Linked DNA regions of Mus musculus: region 1 is linked to region 2. A link is a contact called in public promoter capture Hi-C data. All regions are on one chromosome and are shown on one strand. The core of a region is the stretch at or near the end of the contact, and the rest is flanking DNA. Distances in the headings are between cores, read along the strand shown.

The links. Promoter capture Hi-C pulls out the DNA fragments that hold promoters and counts their contacts.
Region 1: a contact with region 2 is called in a promoter capture Hi-C map of hippocampal neurons, with 3 times the contacts expected there. The contact joins two enhancer-like sites. A contact is called at or near these places in 4 of 39 promoter capture datasets (cranial neural crest, embryonic stem cells and hippocampal neurons), 1 of 115 datasets of contacts at active chromatin or transcription factors (forebrain) and 3 of 9 other capture datasets (adipose tissue, embryonic stem cells and liver).

The regions. Positions count from the first base shown.
Region 1 is chr13:8,385,200-8,392,618 of GRCm38.p6, reverse strand. All of the region lies in intron 1 of Adarb2 (adenosine deaminase, RNA-specific, B2), which reads right to left. Among named protein-coding and RNA genes, the nearest start is that of Adarb2, 190 kb to the right of the region's middle. Within about 2 kb of position 4,023, at least 9 of the 459 cell types and tissues checked have an H3K27ac peak or open chromatin away from gene starts, as enhancers often do. A contact at or near this core is called in hippocampal neurons, where this site is marked.
Region 2 is chr13:8,202,090-8,209,892 of GRCm38.p6, reverse strand. Adarb2 (adenosine deaminase, RNA-specific, B2) reads right to left here and starts at 7,027. Exons shown (of 10, transcript NM_052977.5): 1 at 6,573-7,027. The coding sequence starts at 6,672. Within about 2 kb of position 2,357, at least 6 of the 459 cell types and tissues checked have an H3K27ac peak or open chromatin away from gene starts, as enhancers often do. A contact at or near this core is called in hippocampal neurons, where this site is marked.

The DNA of each region.
Region 1 (7,419 bases), core at 2,774-5,273, 180 kb before region 2:
ACTGAAGGGAAGACATGGCCAAGTCTTTGGCAGTAGAACCATGGACTGGGGGCTGCTCGATTCTTATTGTAAATGGAGACAGATAGCTCTGTTTAGAAGCTAAGTGACAACTCCAATATCTCTAGTGGAGTCCCATCTGCTAAGGCTGCAGAACTACCCAAACGAAAGTACAGGTTAGATATAAGTCTTTAAACACACGAGTCTGTGGAAGGCCTTTCATACTCATACTATCATGTTATTATAGAAATACAAGCAGGGCTGTAGGAGGATCAGTGGGGAAAATGCTGACCATTCAAGTTTGAAGACCAGGGATGAGATACACAAAGACATATAAAACACAGTTTGTAATTCCAGTATACCCATTGTGAGATGGGAGTTGGAGAGAAGAGAATCTCACGAAGTTTCTAAAACACCAACCCTGGCATACACAGTGCCAGGGTGAGGGCTGATGGTGTCTGACCTCCACACATGTACGATGGCACATGTATGTCTCCAATCACATAGGAGTTTACATATGGAAACATACAACAAGAGCACAAAAGACAAAAATATATTAGCATGGACTGAATAGTGCCCCCTCTCAAATTTATCTGTTGAACAACTGACTTATAGCATCTTAAACTGTGGCTGTGTTTGGGGAAAGCATGGTTATGGAAACCACCATTCAATGTAAGGTGACATGGTAGGAGCAAGGCAGCAAGCAGCCATGGCACTAGATCAGTAGATGAGAGCTTCCTCATTTGGAGAGAGACAGACAGAGAGAGAGAGAGAGAGAGAGAGAGAGAGAGAGAGAGAGAGAGAGAGAGAGGGAGAGGGAGAGAGAGAGAGAGAGAGAGGGAGAGAGAGAGAGAGAGAGAGGAGAGAGAGGAGAGATAGGGTTTCTGTGAATAGCCCAAGCTGTCCTGGAACTCACTCTGTAGACCAGACTGGCCTCGAACTCAGAAATCTGCCTGCCTCTGCCTCCTGTGTGCTGGGATTAACGGCGTGTGCCACCATGCCCAGCTGCTAGCTGATTTTTTAAAAAGGCAAACAGGGAATGTTTCAGGACTTAGATCATATGATCTTTCCTTTATTGATCAAATTAGCATGTGGGTGCTTTTTATGATTCAAAAGGAGCCATTTATTCTAGGACATATTAATGATAGCCACATGGATATTTCTGTCTTTATTTGCCCAAGGACATTAAGGCAAGTTACAACTAGGTGACACTTAGAAAATTTTTAACACTTAAAGAATCATAGTGCCTAGAGCTGAAAAAATATCCTAGCGATGCCTTAATTTCACCCTCCTGGGCTATAGGAGATCAAGCTGGACTTTTGAGCTCTACCACCTAAGTGAAGGCTTCCATCACTTAACACAGCAAGGGAAGGGGTGCTTAGAATACTCAATAGGCATAGAGAAAGGTGCCAGCCTGCATTGCCTCTGCTTCAGCAATCTGGCAGTTAGAGGACACGAGCTGATGGAGGGTTTTTTTTTTTTTTTTTTTTTTTTTTTTTGGTTTTTCGAGACAGGGTTTCTCTGTATAGCACTGGCTGTCCTGGAACTTACTTTGTAGACCAGGCTGGCCTTGAACTCAGAAATCCGCCTGCCTCTGCCTCCCGAGTGCTGGGATTAAAGGCTTGTGCCACCACGTTCTACTGTTGCACTGTGAAATGGAAAATTTAAATGGGTGTGTTTCTAAAGGATAAAACAAGAGTTTAAGTTGTTGCCTGTCTCCTTTCTTCTTTGCCTCATTTAGTATTGCTACTGTAAATATTATCTGGCCATGCTCTTTTGCTGGAATTCAGACATCTTTGGGTTTGTCAAAGATATTTTTTCTCATTGGTGATACGTTTAAAGAAAGCCAGGCCACAGCCTCCTGAGAACAGCATGAGCAACAACAACCAAAACCTAAAATAATTCATTACTCGTCATTATACTAGTAGTCAGGTCTGAGCAAATAAAGCAAAGGTGTAGATAGAAGTCTTTCTACCTGTCCCCTCTTCAGACCTTTCCTCCCCATTGTGGATGCTGTGATATGTCTGTCTACTGCCTCTTTCCTGGGTCCGATGCCTCTCTACCATGTCTCTGGGTACTCTGATATTTGTTTTAATGAAGTCTTGAGATAAGGCATATACATCAAGTCAAACTCAGACTTTGTAACTTACAAACACCCAGTATAAAGTTTCCCTATGAAACAGGAGATTTCATTTGAAAACAGGGGATCTTTTTTCCTATGTAGCAGTACAGAAGAAAAGCTCTTGAAGGAAGGAAAGGAAGTAATCTTCCAGAAGCATCCATGTGGGTATACAGGCTTTGGGTATGCAAAGACCTTCTTCCAAATATTTCTCTACCAGGAAATGGGCCTGCAGAACTGGAAGGAACACCATGCTTCAGTGGGTTGGATCTAAGAAAGATGTTGAAGGGCTGGAAACAGTTAATTTGCCTGAGAAACAAGGTGTCAAGCAGGTGAGTTCCAGACAATATGGCTGAGCTCAAAATGTATGGAACTTGTGAAAAACACGACAGTGTAAGTGACTGGACAACAGAAAAAATGTGAAGCTGTGAACACACAGGAGTGGTATACAGGAGGGAATGACCTAGAGATGAAGGCTGAGAGTGGCAAAAATAGTTAGTGGGCTTTCTTCTTCATGTCACCAGGTCCCTGGAAACACCTTTATTCAGCAATACACAGGATCAGAACCTTCTCTCTCAGAATCAATTATACAACTTTCAGAACCTCTCTAAGAAGTCTCTGACCAAAGATTGATTGGAAGGCTACTCCTGCTTTGTTGAAGATGGCAGGACCCAGGCCTTGGAATGGACCCTAAGAATGGAAACCATCTGAGTCTTTGGAAATGCTCAGGTGACACCCTAGGGCCAGTTGAGGTGCATGATGATATTATGCTCGATCCAGGTAGGCATATTAACTGGATTTCCTTGCTATGTTTCCTTGTGAGTCATAGAAATGTGGCCATCAATTAAACTTGGTGTTCAATTGGGAGTGGGCTAAGACACAGGGAGCACAGTCCAGGCTGCTCAGGTCCAAGGTGGCACACATATCTGCACAGCATGAGTTGGCACACACAGGTGGCCAGCACACAGCATAGGCTGCTACTTTGTCTAGCACTCGGTCAGGTCCAGTGGTTGCCTGCTAAGAACCATCTAACGTCTTTCTGTAATTAACCAAGAAATATACTATGAAGAGGCTGATGCAGAAGGATGAGGTAGAAATATTTTCAGAGCCACCATGTTTGCCATATAACAAACAGCCTTTGAGCCAAGCCCCATCCAGTTTTGTCTACAGTGGAAAGCAACAGCATCTGTAGAAATAGATGCAGAAATCTTTATCGGCCTAAGAATTCTACACTGTTTTGGCCATTGTTTCTCAGACAGTCATAGCATTAATTAGTCCATTTTTTTGCTTCCTTATTCAGCAAATGCTCTTAAGGATGGTTGAGGCAGAGACTGTGTATAGACTTCAGAGTGTCTGCCAATTTGCTCTTGGAGCATTCCTGGACAGATAGGAGGGAACAGTCTAGCCCAGAGCAGAGAGTTCCTAGTTGGAGACACTGTGCTATTGAGAGGGATACATCCTGTCCTCAGAGCCTGGAGATTATTCTCTGAACACCATCAGACACCAGGTGGCCGATAACAGTGGGAAATTACTGTTTTAATCATTAATTACCAAATAAATGTCACTTTGCTGGTACAATATATGCAGAGAATTCTGTCATAAATTGACATCTGTAAGTCATAAACTGCTTAGTTTTAGTTGCTTTTAATTGCTAAATTTTCCCAAGCTGCATGGTGCACACATTTTGGATCTGGTTCAAACTTCTCTGGCACATGGGTGCCTTCTTGACAGGAACATTGGATTCTGATGACTTCAGTGGTGCAAGAGGTATGAGATCTCTCACAAAAGCATTTGGCTTAATCACAGCAGAGAAGGAGAGTTCAGCAGAAAGCAAGAACAGCCTTTAATCAGATTGGAGATTCTGGCAGATCTCACAGAAAGCATGTGGTTTTCACTGTGGAAATGGAGATCAAAGGAAATGGTGTTCTAATGGACTCGAGGCAGGCTCTGACTCTGTATTGTTCACAAGTATCCAGGCCTCTTCTCTGTTTGACTTGAAACAAGTTATTCCTAGAGGAACCCACAGTCCTTTTTACCTAGAAGCCTAAATATATGTGCTTTTAAAGAACACTGCTGTAGTAGGTTAAAGATGAAACAGGGTGTTTGGAGCTCAGGCAACAAAGAACATTCGGTTTTCTTTTGCTTCGTGTAGAGGTGATTCTGAGAATAACGAGCTATGAGAGATGTACAGGCATGAACAGTGGCAAACTGCCTTTTTCTGCTTCCCCAAGTACAAATCCCATTCACACCATGTACGAATGAAGCTCATACTTACTCCGACCCAACTGGATTTTGAAAATAGTCCAAGTAAAGGAGTCTTGGAAGTGAGTGGTCTGAAATGAAGTGCATGTGACATGGCTTGGGTCTGTAACCTCTGGTTCTTCTTGCCCTGTTTCTGCAGTGACCCTGTTTTCTCAAGTGATCCTGAGTCCTTTGGACGATGAGAGGTGACAGAAGCAAGTTGTGACTCTGTTTTGGCTATTGTGATGTTGCCTTTGTTTCTGCCTCTGGTCTTATAGGACAGTGTCCTGGTTGTGTCTCCACTGAGTCCTTGCTCTGAAGACCCATTCTTTGGGCCCTTCGTATATTCTTCTGTGGGAAGTAATGGCTTTCCCACTTCCCTAGCTGCTTTCTTGGGGTTTCTCACCCTTTCCTTGGCCACAGAAAGATTTTCCTATATGATACACCCTCTGGTTTAAACATTTAGCGTGGTTTCTTTTGTCTTTTGGGTGGATCCTAAGAGGAGAATGAGTGTTTTCTCTTCTTTGGTACATATCAGAGATTCAATGTTCAATTTAAGAATACAAGCTAAGCTGCTGGTGGTGGTGCACACCTTTAATTCCAGCACTTGGGAGGCAGATTTCTGAGTTGGAGGCCAGCCTGGTCTACAAAGTGAGTTCCAGGACAGCCAGGGCTATACAGAAAAACCCTGTCTTGAAAAAAAAAAAAAAACCCAAGCAAATGAACAAAAAGAATACAAGCTAAGACACTTCCTGTTCCCTGTTATTCCTCTGTTAACTAGCATTCTTCTAGTTCCAGAGTGGAGCATGCTGGGAAAGAATCAGTCTTCTCTTCAGCACAGAAAGCAATTTTCTAGCATTGATTACTTATTCTATTATTATTATTATTATTATTATTATTATTATTAGTAGTAGTAGTAGTAGTAGTAGCAGCAGTAGTAGTAGTAGTAGTAGTGATCTCCACAGCACCCAAAAATGCTTAACTGATTTTGGAACTTCAGTAAGCCTTGGAAAATTTTAGCCAGCACGTATTGTATAGGTTGTTTTTCTGCGCCCCTGCCTAAGGGAGCTTTAGCTACTTAAAGAACATTTATCTTAGACACAATCTGTAGTCTAATTATCTACATTAAGGAAAGTGGGATCTAGATTTACTGGTAGTCTCTTTTAATCCTAACATTCTAAAGGCACAGTCAAGGGGATTCTGAATTTATGGCTATCCTTGGCTACATAGTGAGACAGATATTTGAAACAGTAACAAAACCAACAAAAGTAACTGCGAGTCCAGTGTTATTTCCTAGAATCTGTCTCTGGAGCTTTCTTGAAATACATGAGTTATCGGTCATAAGGAAACAGGAGAGCGCTAAAGAGCACTGAACGGAAGTGCTGGAGGTTGTGGAGCTTGCTAATCCTGGCGCACTGGGAGAGCGGAGGCAGGAGGATTAGACAGGGTTGACTCTTGGCTGTCTTGTTGCTTTGCTCTGCCATCATGCTACTCTGGAATAGCTTCAGCCTTGGAGTGACCCAACCCTGCCTGGCTCCAACTCACAGCCTATTTCAGGTCTGCACCTGAGCATCTGACATGAGGCTGGAAAGAAACAACAAGCCCTGCCAGTGGACGTCACCTAAAATCCACAGCATGAGGCTCAAACAGCTCCGCGTACTTGCCTCCATCCAACCATATTACCTAGTTAGTCTGTAACCATGCTCTCAGGGAGACTCTTTCACAATCCCATCTCTCGCAGCTACTGTCTGCTCATGCTGTCACCTTCCCACATCCTTAGCTATTGCCCATGTTTTCAGATTTTGAAATGCGCTCTCATCTATCTGTGAATTCCCTATGCCTGACGCTCACATGCAACCCGAGACCCTGGCCGAGCCACAAGGGCTGGATGCCCTGTATTTAGATGCTCCCTTCTTCCCCTCCGGGAGTGTTTCTCTCTCAACTCTACCTTCTTTGTTTTCTCCCTTTGGGTTTTACTTCTTAATGAAAGTCTTCACTAGCCCAAATTTCCCAACATGGACTCACAAATGATTTCCTTGAATTCCACTCAGTTGCCTCAGTTCTCACTACTGACCCAGTGAGATTTCCTCTGCCTTACGTTACTTAGAGAAGGAAAGCTACCCTCATCCTACCTGACACCTTGTTTCTCTAGAAATTTATAGCAACTATCACTTTCCTCCTGAAACACTTATTTCTCTCTGCTTCCAGGATATTCTACCCTCTGATTTTCCCCTTTTCACTGGTCATTATCTCTGGGTTTCCTTCAGAAGATACTTATCTTCCTGTCCCACCAAATACTAGCTGGTAGACCTGGGTTTCCTTTACCCCTCCCCAGTAGTCATTTAAGATGACCTTAAATCCTGCATACCACTCATATAGTGACAAACTCCCATTTTTGCCTAAAGTGTCCTACTTGAATAATTCATGCATATAGAACTACTGCTTATTTGACCTCTCTACACGAATATCCAAGAAACCAATGGCCTCAAAAACATAGCCTTCTCCTGTCAGTTAATAGTGGTTGTTTGTGTTGTTACTTATTCTCTGAGCATCTAATCCACCAGGAGACCAGCTTGTTCCAGAAAATGTGCTGCAGCAGTCATCACTTCTCAGCATCTATGCCCTGCCTCTCATCTAAGGTGCTGCCTCATCTTACCTCTGACTGATGCAACAGGCACTATGCAGGCAGCAGTACACACTTGGGGGGGGGTGTCTAAGCCACTAGACTGAAGAAAGCCACATAGGCTTCTTATCCTCCTGAGCCACAGCTCAGGTGACCAAGTATAACCATGAACTTAGCTTCCAGGCCCTCTTCGGAGTAAGAAAGATGAGCTTTATGAAGCTTAAGCTCCTGAGGCTCCACACCCCGGCCCAAGCTCCATCTTTTCCCTCATTCAGGTTGTGATCAAACGATCCTCTTCTCCAAGTCCTCTATATGAATTCACAGCCATGGATTGCTCAGCCTCATTTCCTCCCGAACCCTTTATCATGTATGAATATAATAGAATATATTGTTACTTGCTCTGCTCCACTAAAACTAAAGTTAACTGAGAACTTTCTGT
Region 2 (7,803 bases), core at 1,108-3,607:
TTTGCTTTTACAAGGCGTGGGGGGGGGGGGGGGTTAGGTAGAGGGCTCACACTGGAATGATTAGTAGTTCAGCAAACATGATTGTTCTAACTGTCCTTTACATTGGAAGCAGATTGGCAAATCCACCCCCAGTCTCAGGATCTCAGGATTGAGAAGTATGCAGAGTTTAAGAAAAGCTTTCAATTCTCATCTTTAAGGCATTTAAGCAAAATGTTGCCTGAGCTTATATTGTATTTTCTTTCAATTTTAAAGATGAATACTACTTTTCTTTGTTTATAGGAAGGTTTCCTATATCAGACATGGCTCCTTACTCAGGTATAATATTTTTATGTCCTTCATATAAACATATATAACCTGTTTATTATTTTGAAAAATTAAAAGCAATATTAACTATTTGACTTTTCTATAATTTAACACAGGTGATAATAAGTTCTAACATATATTGAATTTCATAACACAGAGGGGGCAATTACTAGCTACTTTCTATCAAGAAACCAGACACAAGTGGAATTTATTCAAAGCCAATAAAAGAATAAAGTTGAATTATGCTTCTTCCTTTCATGTTCAATATCTATAACTAAAATAAAAGTAATCAAATACCCTGCATGGATAGAGAGGACCCAGGTGACTCCATTAACTCTTTATTATAAGATACACAGTTCTCCAGGAAAGAAAGTCTGCTGTTGTGCACCACATTCGTGTCTGAGAAACTAAAATTCCCTTAAAAGCCAAACAAATCAGCTCATAGGTAGCTGATTCTTGGATGTGGTTCCTGGAAAACTGGATCCACTCTCATGTTTTCAGCTGCAGATTTAGAGCTTAGAACTGCACTTTTCACTTTACTTGAAGTCATCCAAGCAGCCAGACACAACAGCCCTCAACCTCCTTTCCTTCTAACTAAAATAAAAACAGAAAGGACAACCTGAACCTGATCACTAAGCAGGGATGCCTTGGTTCCAGGCTGGCAAGGGACATAAGTAGAAACACAGGTCTGTCTGCAGGTTTGTAAATCCTGAAGGCACCTTTTCATTGGCCCTTTTTAAGGTCTCCCAAGGACCCTTTCAAACTTACGTGTATTCAAAATTTAAAAGGAATTCCCCCCGCCCTGATTTCTTCGAATTTTGAAAGCCATGTCGCTCTACTGACATTGGCGTATTAGGTGAACTATACATTAAGAGCTATAAATAAATGACTATATTTAAACAATCAAGAACTTACAGCCTATATTCCTCTGAGCGAAGGAAATCATTTAATTGAAAAATTAGGGGTTAATTTAGATTCATGTTATCTACAAACCCAAGCAGCAAGGATCAGAATTGTCAGAGCCTCAGCCAGCAGGCTCTGCTGTCTTACCTTCATTTTCTCAGGTTTTTTTTTTTTTTTCAAATTATTTTGTGCTCACAGAGAAACACATGGAAAATGGTAATGTTCAATAGTTGAACTAGTTTGCAAAGGACATTCATGGTTTTCATGGCTCACTTGGAATGTGATTTAATTTTTTTTCAAGCTGGTTAAGAGCTTTTAATATCTTGTTCATGATAAGAAAATATGCCCTTTTACAAATCTTGTTTGCAAGTCATTAGCACCCAGATTGGTCACAGTAACATATGTTTAGAAATAAAATTTATAAATTACAAAGAGTTGAGTGATCTTTTTTCATTCTTAGGGTCTTTTTAAACAGTTTTTGTTATAAAAATTCTGACTTATATTTTCTAGGAATATTAGAAAAAGATACAGAAGGATACAAAATTGATCCAATGTTTCTAGTCTTTCCTGTCTAGATTCACACATACACAAAGCAATACACATACACTCCCCCCACACAGTAACATACACATATGCACATATATGTTTTCAATTAAACACAGTGTTACCTTTCTATGTCTCAAAAATTACAGTCTCTCACTTGGCATTTCTTTATATAATACTCCTCTGAGATAGCTTTTTGTCAATAACCCTAATGCCACTATTTGGATAAGAATACATGAATCTTATACTTTTAATCTAAATTCAAGCTCACTCGTCATATCTAACGCCCTTGAAGCAATTTCAAATTACTGTTATTACATGGGTCACTAGAAACCAGAAGCTCTGATATAAATTTTTAAAAGGGAGAGAGAGAAAAGGAGAAAACCCCCTCATGCAATTAGATCCTGCCTAACGGTTGGTTTAATCAATTTGATTTTTATCCTGGAATCCAGTCTTTCCTCTTGAGCTGTCAGCGAGCGAGATAAGAGCCAGTGGTGTAGACGGGCTGTCTTTTCTCCGTTGAGATGACAGCCACACGGATTACTAAAGCATCGCCGGGGATGGAGAGCAACACGGCCGCTGCACCCTCATCCAGTGCGCAATCTTTCTATTTCATTAATTTTTCATGGAATTTCATTTCACAACAAGCTGGCGTCTGCCATCCATCTGCTCCACTTACTGTGTCCCCTTTGCCAACTTTTTATTTGCATCTCACAGCGTTCTCGGGCTGCTCCGCTCCACACCACACTACCTTGCTGAGATTCCCAATTTACTTTCGTGGATCTATCTGCCTTGTGGGGTTGTTTCCAAAAAAATCACACCCGGTCTCCCTAAACATCTGGACACCCAAGCACCCTGGAATAATAGCTCAATCTCAAGACAACTTCTTAGCTGCTGTTAGGTGCTCCAGAGAATGAGACGTTGTCTGCCAATGATCAACTCAGTCAAATAAGTGTTTGCATACCGTTTGGACACTTCCCTAAAGTCCTGTCCTAGTTGATGGGCGATGGATACTTCTCACTATAAACCGTGCCCTTCAGTTTACCTCGGATGGGTATCAATAAGTCTGTGCTAAAAGATTTTTGTTTTACATTCTCAGACACTTCAGTCATTTTACCTATCTGTATATAACAGTGGGTTGTATCTTTAAATATTCTGTTTGAAAAATTAATTTCAGGCCAGAGAGCAGATTCTTTGGGAAAATATACGAACAACAACAACAAAAGGAAAAACAGATGCACAACGCATACACACACACACAAAAAAAATGTTTGCCATTTCAATGCATAAGAATACCAAGGTGTAGTTATAAGATTATTCAAAATTATTATCCTGACAGTCTATGGTTAGGGGTTAAATTTTTACTGATTTATTTTTATGAATTACACTGATTTTAGGAGGTAGCCCTCGTGGACTACCTGCAATGGTCTGCTGCTAATAAAAATGAACAAAAAGCCTTGAATCTTCACCTTTATTTTTTTGAGGTTTCAATGAGTGCTTCGCAGTATTTACACGCTGTTATTTTCTACTGCCAGCAGCACTCATCTCTATAAAGCACTGAATAGATGAAATTATTTATAATCATTCTGCCAGGAATTATGAAATAAGTCCAATCTTTGAGCCCTCTTCACGTCCTACTGAAGGCAATACCCCAGTGGTGAGTGATGGCAGAAGATGCTCCTTATTAACCACCGTTTTGCTAACGTCTCTAATTGATACTGAAGGAGGACCGAACAGATCTATATTCTACACATCAAATGGGTTCAGGCCCCAGATTGACACATGTATAAACATGAGATGTTTTGACGGTCCTTCTCAGTATACTTTTATTTTGCCTGTGTGTGCGTCCTATAAAATGAGAAACTCACACTTCCCATTTGTCCAGGCAGTGTAAACCACTTAGATACGATTTCTAAAGAAAATCCTAACTGAAAACACCCCCTATGGAGGCCATGCCAAGATGAATAATATGAGGTCTCAACAAAAGAAGACAAGAATCATCTTTAAAGTTTTTTCTTGCAGAGAAACATGGGCTTCTGCTAGCTGACCCTGGGAGGCATGTTCTGTGACCAAGTTTCTCTGGTTTTTAGATCTTTAAAGATACGCATTACTTCTTGTGTAGTACAGTGACAGAAACCTAACCTGTGAAAGAAACCACCCCATTTCCAAGATGATGGATTGCGCTTACCAATAATCACATCCTATCATTACCACAGTTAGCCTGTAGCTAGAGTGTTTCAGTTTAGGGCGTAGACTGTTGGATAGTATACTCGACCCAAGACACCTTTTAAGCCTACACGTAGAAAATAAAGATTCTCCGGCATACTGACCAAGTGATGCTATGGTTCATTTTTTAAAATGGAGCTTGGCTGGCAGATGAGCATATGTACACTTATCATGATTCTACTTATTAACTTGTTTAATACATTAATAACATATTGATTAATGCATGAAAATGGTTTTATAGTCAGCATGTTCACTTGCTACTTAATGGCATTCCTAGAATTCCTTAATTATCTCCCATGCATGTGTGGTCCTTCATGTTGGTCAGGCTTAAAACTTGATGCTATGCCATTCCATCTCAGTGAAGATATATGAGCATTAAGATAAAATTGAAAGACATCATTGCTCTTTATGGAGTAGAAGAAACGTGCATTTATCATACACGATATTACATACAAGCTTATCTTTTCCTGGGAGATGTAAAAAGCAATTACTCTCTCCTATGGCTGAGTATGCTAGTTTTTATTCATTTATTTATTTATTTTGATCATGTATATCTATATTGTTAACTTTGCCAGTAAAAATGAATATTTAACAGTTTAGTTTTACTGTCCTACCACAACAGCTGTTGTCAGGTGCCACAGAGAAGGCCACTTAAATACAGGTCTACACACAATAGAGACTTGTATATGCTTACCTATTGCCTTTGTTATGAAAATTTGAAGCCTTCCTAAAGTCAAAATTTCTAAGGATACAAATACTTGCTGTAAAAAATTTGCTTTGGGCTGTCATGGCTCAGTTTATAGTAAAGGAAGACTTTCCTGGGGTCTTTTTATTACCTTCCAGAATAAGTATTAAGGTAGTATGTCTGATACTTCATGGTAAAGAAAATGAAGAAAGATGAGAATTTCCTTTAGCTTACATTTCTATAAATTGTGTTATTATAAATATTGCTGCATTTGCTTGGTTCTAAATAGCTAAGCAGACCATTAAAAAAAATAGGAGACACAAACAAACACCTGAAGTATAAAGACATTTTTTTTCTTACTTCTTTAAAAGTGCTATTCATTGTCGAACTGTTGAAAGCATGGCTTCCTTAATATCCCTGCCATTTTCAGTCAATAGCACATAGGCATAGAAGAAATCAGTAAGTCCATTTCAAAATGTTTTCAGATAACAAATTGAGCATCAAGTATACATTTGAGCTGTTTAAGAACCAAAGTACAATTATAAAATCACCCCCTTTGAAATCAAAGGTCCTGAAACATTCAAAGACAGGTGTTAGGTCTCCTTTGCTCTCAGGGATCCTGATGTGTGATTATAATCAAGGATCGTTTGCTTCAGAGTTTTATGTTTTGATTAATTTGTGCTATTAGGAATCATATGGGATTCAGGAAGAGTTAGGAAACAATCTAGAAGAAACTTATCTTAAGGTCTCTAACATATCTAATCTATAGACAGATATTCTAAGAGGGTTACTACAACTACCCTGTGTATCCTGCATGAGCACAATTTTTAAAAGTCAATTCGCTAAGTTGTGTCCGTTCTGCATAACACTACGAACATTTTAAAAACTAGAGAAAACCAAAACACCTTTCAGATACTGGTAAGAACACTGAACTTCTACAAACTCACAAAGAACTAGCATCAATGCAAGCCCCTCTCTGAGAAAGAAGGGACAACTTTGGAATCATCTTTTATCCTTCTGTGCATATGAGCTAAAGATGCATTCTAGGGCACTGCTTACCACGCTGGAGGAATTGCTAATTTGACACAAATCCTTGCGTGAAAGCCCTGCGCTTGTGGTGACATTGACTAAGTTATGTGAACTCATTTCCAGCAACATTAGTAACAAGGCACCGCCTGAGTTTGTCAGCTGCAACCTGCCACCCGGTTCCCTCTTCTTTTCTGGTTTGCAAGATGTAATTTTCTTTCTTTTTTTGCTACCAGTAAGACACAGCATTCGTTTCTTTTTAGGCAGTAATTTCTGCAAGGACGTGTTTTGTCCTCTTTGTCTATGCCAGTGTTTACATGGCCACTGGATATCTCACTAAGGAAAAAAAAAAATAAGCCAATCAATTTGGGAAGGCAATTGCCAGGGTTTTGCCCTCTTTTTTCCTCTGAGACAATTTGGATGGGAGGAGCTGGGACGAGAGCTCTTTCCCTTTTTTATGTGTGTTGGCTTAAGTGAGTGTTTCTTTTGGCACCCTGTGATACTGTTGGCTCCAAGTGTGTCTAAGTGCCAGCCTTGGGTCTCCTGTAGGGACGGTGGTACCCAGGATACAAGCATCAGAGGATGGATGCTCCTCAGCTCAGCCCTCTCTGCTCTCTTCCCAGTGTCTCCTGCCAAACATTTTCCGCTGAGCAGCTGGCTGGCTCGCTGTAATTTCCTGGCTTGAGGAAAGCCCCCAGGCTATTTACAAAGAGATTTGAACTCACAAGTGCCCTACTCAAGGTGGACATCCCAGAAGCATCCTAAAGTGAAGACAAGAGAAAACCTACAAGCGGCCACCGAGATCTGAGGAAGGACGAGGGGGAGAGACAGGGGAGAGTTGCAGCGGGCACCAGCACCGGGAGCGCTCACAGAGCGAGCTTCTTACCTTTCCTCTTGGACCTCCTCCTCCTCCTCCTCTTGGACTTGCATTTGAGTTGACTGCTTAGCCCTCCAGACCCTCTGCCACTCCCCAGGACAGATGCCATGCCAGTTGGGAGACCCAGAGAGGAGCTGGTCCTTCAGCAATTTCACCTTTCTTAGTCTTGCTGCTGCGGCCGCAGTCGGGAGTGTTTCTGGTTTTGCAAATCAAGTCTCAGGCTCACTTTTTAGGACTGGTCTCCTCAGCAAGCACCTTCTCTATAATTGCCCGTCCCTTGGTTCCGGATGAGCTGGAAGCCTCGGGTGCACGCTGGAAAGCTGAACCCTTCCTTAGGCTGAAAGCTCTGGGAAAGATTCTCCCGCGCGTCCTGAGCGCCCTGGAGCTCTCTCCTCTTCGTCTGGGCTCCAGAAGCAGAGCTGCTACTTTTGCGCCTCTGCGAGTTGTTTGGCACCATCCACTTTAAAGCCAATCATGCAGGGAGCTCGTCTATTTGCTGCCGCAAAGTCTAATTAGATCCAATCACAACTGTCTTCTGGCTCTGACATCAGCAGCACCAGCTCTACCGCCTCTGGTAGCTTGCAAACTCAGCTCCCATTCGGTTGGATGGAGCCGCCCAGGAGAAAGGAAGGTTTCAGAGGAAGCCACAATCACACCGAACTGGTTTTACTGGGAGAAGTCCAGCGGGGCAGTTTGCAGGAGGGTGACTACCTGGGATGTCAAGGCTTCTTGCTGCAACCACTTGATAGGCTCAAAACACGCAGGGACCGATTTCTCAAACCTAGCAGTTTTTAACTAGTTAACTTACTAAGATGCTCATTGTCTGGAGAGGGAAGGATCTCTCCCTGTTCAGGACTTCACTTCAGAAATACGCTGAGATTTCTAAGTGCCAAAGAGACAACCTCTTTAGGGATTGTTTACTCAGAGACCGGCGCTTCTGTCTGTTTGCATGATTGTTATGCTCAGTTCCCACTTCACCTCCCTTTCATATCCCAAGGCTGTTCCTTTAGGAAAAGGAACATGCATCAAAAAGCATGCTAGGGTTTCATCCGAATGTTATAGAGAGGGGATCCTCCTGGTGTTTGATTCACTGAAGGAAGAACAATCACAGGAGAGACCAGGAGAGAGAAGAGGAGGGGAGAGTGGGAAAGGAGAGAGGGAGGGAGGAAGGAAGGGAGAGAGAGAGAGAGGGAGGGAGGGAGGAAGGTGAGGGAGAGAGGGCGGGATGGAGGGAGAGAGG